Linked DNA regions of Triticum aestivum: region 2 is linked to region 1. A link is a contact called in public Hi-C data. All regions are on one chromosome and are shown on one strand. Each heading gives the region's core, a stretch centred on a gene start, on an enhancer-like site or on the middle of the called end of the contact. The rest is flanking DNA. Distances are from core to core; before and after follow the strand shown.

Region 1 (4,568 bases), core at 977-3,476:
GAAAGCATGCAAAATCCAAAAGTCCTTTGACGTCATTGCTTCGAATATGATGTGTAACCTTGGCACATCTTGCGCAAACCTTTGGGAAAGTTCTTCCATTACCAATGCATGCAATCAATTGAGCCAAGCATACCTGAAAAGCCTCGTGCCGCTCCAATAGCCATCAACTTTTCTGTATCTTGCACATGTGGTTCTCTCATATATTCTTCTCCAAACACCCGCACCATGGCATGGGCAAATCTCACAGGGCTCTTCAAGCATGTGCTCTCCCCTATCCAGACCATCTCACCAATGGCATCGGCACGGTACCTAGTGCAAGCATCTTACATAGTAGTCATGCATTTCTGCTTATTATTGAATGAGAGTTCTTTGCAACAATTCCTGATGAGGTTGAAGTAGGAATTATGTGCCTCAACTCCCTCCACGCGCAAGAACAAGCGTTTGCGCATACGGAAGCGTCAACGAAACCATGTATCCGGGAATGTTGGTTCGGGTTGGAAGTAGTCCTTGTAGCCTTGTACAACATTCATGCTCCACTGACCCTATTCCTGTTCAAAACTCTTCTCCCTTTGGTCGAACCCTTGAAGTTCAAAATGTGCACCACCTCCCTGTCCATTTCCTCTTGAATGCTCATGATCATCAACATCTCGACATCCTCGCACACACAAACCTCGAAACTAACGGGCCGAGCTATGTAGATGCGTAGTGGTAGAGTTTTGGTGATCAACTAGTTGAAAGGTACCCCACAGGGAGCACTTTTCCTAGCGTGGGAGCGCCCCATCGCGCCATGTGGCACGTCTCAGCACCATCAAGTGGCGCGCGGTGAGCGCTTACCCAATGGGCTTTTATTTGTGTGTTTTTTGGGGGGGGGGGGGGTAATTTTGTCCTTTTGGTTTATCTAAAAAATGTGTTTCAGGCTGTTTGGCCGGTTGCTCAGGCCGTTTTTTGTTTTATGCTCTTTCGTTGATTTTTACCTTGTTTTGGTTTGGTTTTTCTTCTCTTAACATGAATATTTTTAAAATATCTATTTTTGAAAAAAATTATTACTGAAAAATGAGTTTTTATTTTTAAAATAAATCCCGAGAAACTTCTTAAATTTTGAATATTTTTTAAACTTGTGATTATTTTTGAAATTAATAACATTTTTTAAAAAATACCTGAAATTTTTGATCTATTTTGAAGTCACGAATTTTTCAAATCTATAAGAATAACATAGCCGGTTTTGTCAAACAAATGGAAGTTTTTGTAATGAGGGAGCGAGAGAAAAAAACGAAGTGAGTTAGAGCGAGCGACTGCTATATTTTTCTGGGCCGTCACGTTAAAAGTGGGCTCTGCGGTAGCGCTAGTTCTAGCTCCTTTGCCGCTAAACAGGAGAGGTCCTATAGGACGCTCATGAGTGGTAAACAGCCTAGCCTTCGCACAGGTGCGATCAGACGGGACAGCACATTTGGAATGCAACAGAGCACTGTAGTGATGAGAACTGGACACTGTAGCAAAGGGTCGGTTTCTGTTGAACATTTTCTTCAAATATGAATATTCTTTGAAAGCGCCATTTTTTGGAAAATTTTGAATATTATTTGAATACTTGAACAATATTTGAAATTTTTTAGCAGTTTTTTAAATTGTTCAGTATGTGTTTAAAAAAGTTAAGTATATATTAAAAAACGTTTGTCCTATATTGAAAATGGTTCACTGTACTTTAAAAAAATGTTCAGTGAGTATATTGTTTTCAATCATATAATTAAAAAAGTTCATTGTATTAAAAAATGTTCAGTTTGTATTGAAAAATGTTCACCGTATATATTGCCAAATCTAAAAAAAGAAAATGTGCAAAATGAAAACAATTAGCAAACCAAATCTGAAAAAGAGAAATATATACTCGCAAAAAAGAGAAATATAGAAAAACAAAAATAAAATCGAAACAAAAAACAACACACACACACGAAAAACGAAACTGCCGAAAAAGGCCGGCCTGTCTCGAGGCATATAGGATTGACCACTAAATAGGACCTCCCGACGATCCTCCGTCGTGTTGGCTCCTCCGATGATCTTATTCCGTCTCTGCAGCTATGACGGCGACGAAACAATCACAGCGAGGGGGAAACTGCAAACTGAGAGTAGTTCCAACAAAGAATTAACAGCGACTTGTGGGCATGCGCATCCCTGTCGATGCAAATTGCGTGAATATGCTCTGCTCTGCAAAGCAGAATCGAATCTGCGCGAATCCACTGTGGACCGTGGTAGATAGCGACCTATGTCTATGTATGTATTGTACTGTACGCATCCAGAGGTAGATATGTAGTTGTGGTGCCGCTCATGTATACATACTCAACTGTTGCAGTTTCTGTTGGTATTTGCGTACGGCCTTAATAAGTTTGTTCGGAATATTCTTCCGCATTCAGGGGAAGAGATCCGTAGTTCTAGGCTCCAGCCAGCATGTGGGGCAAAGACAGCCTTGGCTCAGTGGTTGGGCATGTGGTTGTGCAGCCTAACGAGCCGTGTTTAATTTCAAGATTTTTTTTATGAAAAATTAATTCCTAGAATTGACAGATGATACACAGGGGTTTTCTCTCGTTTATTAAGGATCAAGCATGATGTGCGGTGCCTGCGGGCGCTGCTTCCTTTTAGAAGGCGTTTATGAGGCGTTTCTGCTCGCTCCACTATGCAAGAATGCTCGGGGGAAACCCTTGATCCTCAGGGATCAGGCGATGATGGCGACGTGTGTCGCACCTCTTGGGGCATCGTTCCAGAAGCTTCTTGCCTGCCAGAGGGACCAGTGATAGGTGGGGGATGTTGTTCGTGCTACTTGGTCGTGTCCGTCGGTTAGGCTTCTGTGGCAACGATGACGGCGGTGAGCATTGTCGGAGGTGTGGCATTGTTTGTGGTAGTCGGCTCTTCTTCGGCGTGTCTACAAGATTACCTCGGCTGCTTGTTGCTGTGAAGTCGAAGCTGCGGTCTGGGCCCCGTTGGCGTACGATGACGGGCGTCGTGTGGTCTGTTCGGCGATCTTCTCTGACGCCAGCCTTGCCTAATTCTCCATTGTCTCTTTGCCGGAGTCGGAGCTGCGTCATCCTATTGTGGGTGGATGGCGATCCGTCGTGTAAGTGTGGTGTTGTCTTGCAACCAATAGGGTTGCGGTTTTTCTTTTTCTTTGATCTTTGGATCCTCATGTTATTTTCCCGCTGCTTTCTGCTAAATCTAGTTGAAGCCAGCACTTTGCTGGATCTTTCAAAAAGCATGATGTGCGGTGGAACCTCTCGTCAAAAAACATCTTGATACTCATTTAAAAAAATGAAGAGAGCTAAAGCACATCTAGATGTGCTATAAGTATTGCACATCTAAGTCCTATGTCATTGATCTTATGTTGAGATTCGTGTAGATATTTCCTTTTTTCTCTTTCTCTTTATGCTTAATTCACTCACTTAGATGTGCAATAACTAGAGCACATCTAGATGTGCCCTAGACACACCCTTAAAAAAAATTAAGGACCATGTTTATCTTGATACTCATACAAAAATGGTTGTATGCATCTTTGGTTGGTGCAGAGTCCGAGAAGTGAAAATCTCTCCCATTTTAAGAGACTATTGGACTCCTGCACACAAGAGGTCGTCAAGGAATCCTGCACACAAGAAGACGTCAAGGAAGAGGATTGCTCATACCCCTCCTCCCCCGCAGGCCAACGCCGACCAGGGTCGGCATGCTGGAGCCGGTGACGGCGAGATCTCCGCGGCGCGGCTAGGGCGCCCGACCTGGGCCCAAATGGGCTTCAGCGGGCCGCTCCACACGCTATCATGCATCTCCGCTGATCCGGCGACGTCAAGCGGCTTCTGGGCTGGACCTGCAACACCAGGACGTCGGGGGCTTAGGCCCTGGATGCGGTGGTAATGGCCATCTCCTTCGCCGGAGGTGGTCGGCCTGATGCTAGATGGGCAGATCTCGAGATCCGTCATCTAGCTCCGGCTGCGAGTCAGGAAGACATAGTTGCCGGTGAAAAGCGAGCCGATGGCAGGCAATGGTGGCATTCTGTGTCGTTACCTTGATGAAGGCATCGTCGTGTAACTACTGTCGACCCACTCGTGCTGCTCCTGGGGAAACCCCAGGATCTGATCTTTTAGATCGGACGATGGCGGTATTGCGGTGTCAATTTCTCTCTTGGGAGCATCGTTTGTGGAGCAGCGATGGAAGACAGGGGCAGGAGGTGGAACGGCTTCATCTTGCACGGAGCTTTCGGTGGAGATATCAAGTAATGCCTGAACGACAGGTGCTACGATGTGTCATGCCTGGTTGCAGGTGCTACACACGACAGATCTTTCAGAATCTTCGCATCTAGATGGACGAGCACGTGGCGGGGGCGCCGTTGGACGCCGTGGTGGCGTCGACGGTTGGACGAACTGGCAAGAATGATGCGGATCTCTCTCCTAAAGATGGGTCAGCGGTTCGATGAAGATGGCGGCGTCTAGAACATATGCATGTGATGTACGCTTTACGTCTGCTGCACCAGTTGTTGATTTCGATACGTTATGTGGATGGATCGGCGACGACACTGAATTTAGATATGGAGAGTGAGA
Region 2 (4,568 bases), core at 714-3,213, 220 kb before region 1:
CTGAAAGATGTTTGCATTGGGCTTATAGCACTAGGAGGAAGTGGTAATGGATGCAAACTAGCACTTCCATTGACTTCAGTACGTGAAATTTGGTTTTCTGGGAATAACTTTGGGAGTGGCGATGGAGGGGCACTGGTATTCCTTGGCATAAGAATAGGACTTCTGAATGTACTAGAGTAAGGAGATGGCTCTGAAGCCCCTGTAAGTTTTTCAGGCGAAGTCCGAGGAGATAAAGCTCCCAGAAAATCAATAGTGTGGATCGATGGAGCTGACCATGCTTGAGGAGCATGAGAAGATGCCACAGTAGATGAGACGTCAGCATTGCTCAATCTTGGAGGGCTGCCTACGGGACTGGAAAATCCACTGGTTGGAGCACTTCTAGTTGGAATGTTCAAACGGAAGTTCCCTGTTTCAGCTGAACTCTTATCCTGGAACTTGTCACGGAGTGCTTTTCGGTGGTGACTAGAGGTAGACCGCTTTGTACCATTTGAGCAGAAATCATTATGTTCAGGGAACTTTTGCACAGTCTGACCTGTCACCCTGCAACCACATGATTAGTAAGAACCCGGAAATGATGCAAGGAACAATGCAAGTTTAGATACAGATTTCTTTCAAGCTTAAAAACAATATGGAGTATATCATTAAAAGTAGAGAGGGAAAGGACCGGTCAGCAAATGAGACTTAATAATGCAACTAATTTGCTAGTAACAGCAGCGGATCCTACCACCCAAGTCATTCTGGTTACCCCACAATTTTTGTTCTTCAGTCAGATGTCATAGCGTACGAACGGAGGTAAACCATTGATAAGAACTGCAATAACACCATCTCCCAACCAGGAACATTCTAGTTCAGAGAATGTTCTGACTTCTGAACTCCTGTCCCTTCATTTCTAACCTACAATAAATACAAGCAGTGGCCAAACAATCATAGCAGGCTTTCGACTATTAGCTACTTCTACCTGTAGATGGTTGGATTGCAACCCCACCTATCTTTCACCTCAATGTAAATCCTGAAGAGATTCATCTATATTGCAATGGCTGGATGGTGTAATGAAAAAACAGAAGGTAGTATAATTCACTGCAATCCTTGTACTAGCTTCCTACACATGTCAATCCCATTAACAGGTCGCAAATTGTTTACGTGATAAAAGATCATAATTCTACCGTCGTTTCCTCAGCTCAGCGATCACGTTCAATCACACGACGGCACACAATTCGGAGCAGTCGACGATAGGGAAAATAAGATATCGTAAGTTGCAACGATTTTTATTTATTCATGATGAATCAACATTACCTCGGTATTTGCAACGACGCCCTCTCGTTCCCGCCTTCCGCGACCCCCGCCGAGTCCGTCGTCTCCAGCTCTGCGGGGGGCTTCGGTGACGGTGACGGCAACGGCAGCGGGTGCAACACGGGGGACGACGCGGACCTCGGAGGCGGAGCTACCACCCCGTCCGCGGCGTTGGAGGACCTCGAGATCGGGGGACCGAGGCCGACGGCATCGGATGCGGAGGCGCGCCCCCTGGCGTGCGGCGGCGAGGAGGAGGACGCGACGTCGATGCCGAGGTCGGCGAGCAGCGCGTCGATATCGTAGACGTGGCGCAGCTTCCGCTGTCGCGTGAGCTGGCGCGGCTGGCGGTGTGGCCGCGCGAGGAGGAGGTCCCCGGCGTCTTCGGACCCCGCGCGTCGCGTCTGTGAGCGCGAGGTGGACGCCCGCGCGGGGGAGGCCGGGGCGGAGGAGGCGGCGGTGGTGGCGGAGCGGCGGAAGGCGGTCTTGGAGCGCTTCCACCACGATGGCATCACGGGGGCTCGCGACGAGAGGCTGGCCGTGGGAGTGGGGTTAATGGCATCGGAGGCGGAGAGGAGGTAGACGGAGACGACGACGACGACGACCACCTCCTCCCAGAAAAAAAAATCAACTTTTTTTTTGGGTGGTCTGTCGTTGTGATGTGCGGCGTTTTCGGGAGGGAAAAGAATGGAACGCACGCGGCATCCAGGAAGAAGGAAGTCTTTTCAGTCAACTCGCGCCAGGGAACCCGTCCACTGCTTTTTTCCATTTTTGCCACTGATGGCTAAGAGAAGCTAGATATATGAAATGAAAGGAGGGTCCGCATGAGTTTGGCGATTGGCCACTGCTAGGCGCCGGCGCACCGGTCCAACCTTTCGGCCGGTCGGCCCCTAGCTGTCTGATTGCCTTTCGTGGAACCGTTCGATGTAGCCTATTGGTTTTCTTTCTCCTCCTCCACCACACTGGGTCAACGCATATCGCTCCTCTCTCTCTCCGCTAACCTTAACTCATCTCACATGTGTCGTCCGCACGCCTAGCCTCCCGTCGTCGGTTACAGCACTGTCGCGAGCCCCGCAGCCTCTCGCCGCTCGGCCGTCGGGGATTGCAACACGGATGCGGCAGGGACTCGATCTTCTGCTCTCTGTGATTGCAGCTCTACCCCGGTTCCGGCGCGTGGCGCCATGATTGCAATACTTCCGACAACCATCCACATCTGCTTCGCCCTCGCTGGCTTCCACCGTCGGTGGTCAGCAAAAAAGAACAAAACTCACAACAAGAAAAATGGTGTCTCTGGTCGTAACAAATCACAAACACGGTTCCAACAAAACACATCGCAGGTTCCAGAAAAAAAATTCATGCCTCCGCCACCGGCGGTCCACAAAAATACATCTCGATGATCCAGCAAAAAATGTACCTGTTGTAGCAAAATAAAAAGGCAGCTGTAGGAAAAATGATTGTTCTTGCCACCGCCCAAAAAATCATGTCTCACCGCCGGCGGTCGCAACAAAAAATACATCTCGACGATCCAGCAAAAAAACTTACCAGATGTAGGGAAAAAAAGGCGGTTGGAGCAAATTGACTGGGCTGGTCGTCCGCATCATGTTGATGTAGCTTTTTTGCCAGCCGGTTCTAGCAAAAATCCACGCTGGTTGCAGCACTGGTCACCTCCGGTTGAAGCTCGTCGTTGAGCTCCACCTCGCCGCTTGTAGCAGCTAGTCACGCCGTTTTGCAGCTCGCGCCGTGCTGGTTGCAGCTCGCTAGGCATGGTTGCAGAAGCCCCTGCTCGCCACCGTCGTAGCACTGTCGTCATGGGTTGTAGCACTCGCCGCCGTGGTTGTAACACCTCCTTGCACGGCCGCGCAGGAGGAGGGCGGCGCTCGCCGGAGCAGCGCGCGCGGGGGGGGGGATGGGTAGAGATGGCCGTTCGCCGGTGCAGTGCGGGGCAGGTCGTGGGCGAACGCTCGCCGGAGAAGCGCAAGTTTGTTCTGATTTGGGGGAAGAGATGTGCGGCGTTGCCTGACTGAAGAGATAAGGAAGAAGATGTGGCACGATCTGCGGGCCCAGAAGGTACGCGCGAGGGACGTGGCACAGGTGGAGTCGAGAGATCGCGAGGCATCGAACGATACGTGTGCGTCCGGCCGAAACTTCAACCGGCATGCCGGCTCCAAACGTTTTCCTTGGCATTTTGGAGCTCGGCATTTATGGAGGCTGGATTTTTTTATTCTTGAATACGCAGAACTGTGCGTATCATTTCCGCAGCACCAGGTAAGAATTCCATACTTTAACAATTAGTGGATGATATTTTGAAGGGAGAAATCCGCTTTAAAGAAAAAGATCTTTACTTTACACAATCTCGATTTGAATTATCATTTGGTGAACCGAACATCTCGGAAAAAGACAATAACAAGAAGAGATGTATAGAAGAGGGGAAAGACTTCCCATGCACAGTTTTTTACAACGGCAGTTGCACGGCTATCCCGACCATATCCGCCTATATATGAAGTAACTACTCTCCCAATCCCCACCTTGCTAGACCCGCAAACACTCGTCTGGGTCCCCTTTCAAGAGCCCTACTTGCCTAAGTCCTCCCTTCGCTTTCAATCCGTCTGAGACCCTGGGAAGCGAAGGGAATCGCGCAATTAAAGACGATATCATTCAGGTGCTTCTAGAGCACCCACATGCCAAGTAGGCACAATGCTCGCATTGTTCATCGATGGTCTCGTTGTTGCTCTTGCCTCATGCACCATGAGCCCAAGGTGTCGTCAGTACCAGGCTCCAACTCCGACCGACCAGTCGCCACACTAATCCAGTGCCACACCTCCTTAGAAAAGGCGCAATTCACCATGAGATGATTCATTGTCTCGTCTTGTTGATCGCAGAAAGGACATGCGTCGTGGTGAGGTAGCCCACGCCTAGCAAGTCTGTCGGATGTCCAGCAATGATTCTTGAGGACTAACCACGCAAAGAACTGGCACTACAATGGCGCTCTCGATTTCCACGTGAATGAGGCCATCGGCGAGACCTCAAGCCCCGCAAACCTTGCCGCGTAAGCCGAGTGTGCCGAGAACATACCATCATTTCCCACGCCCATATGACCAAGTCTGGCGCGTCAGCATCCAGCTATACAGTCTCCACTCTCGACCAGAGGAGCTGGAACTGCTGCAACACGGCCTCACTTATGTTTGGTCCAATGTCTCCTGCCCAAATTACGCCCTCCAGAGCTACTGAGACTGTTCTTGCCAATCTTATTCTCTTGGGAACTTGGTCATAAATCAACGGTG

Evidence for each region. A called contact is a pair of places that touch in the nucleus more often than the background predicts.
Region 2: a Hi-C map of leaf shows a contact between it and region 1, with 4 times the contacts expected there. The contact joins the promoter of LOC123052917 here to the enhancer-like site in region 1. A contact is called at or near these places in 2 of 5 Hi-C or Micro-C datasets (both in leaf).

Annotation. Positions count from the first base shown.
Region 1 is chr2D:317,739,364-317,743,931 of IWGSC CS RefSeq v2.1, reverse strand. No RefSeq gene overlaps it. Among protein-coding and RNA genes, the nearest start is that of LOC123052916, 72 kb to the right of the region's middle. Within about 2 kb of position 2,226, at least 1 of the 8 cell types and tissues checked has an H3K27ac peak or open chromatin away from gene starts, as enhancers often do. A contact at or near this core is called in leaf, where this site is marked.
Region 2 is chr2D:317,963,838-317,968,405 of IWGSC CS RefSeq v2.1, reverse strand. It overlaps LOC123052917 (mitogen-activated protein kinase kinase kinase 5), which reads right to left and starts at 1,963. Exons shown (of 12, transcript XM_044476284.1): 1 at 1,294-1,963; 2 at 1-540. The coding sequence starts at 1,799.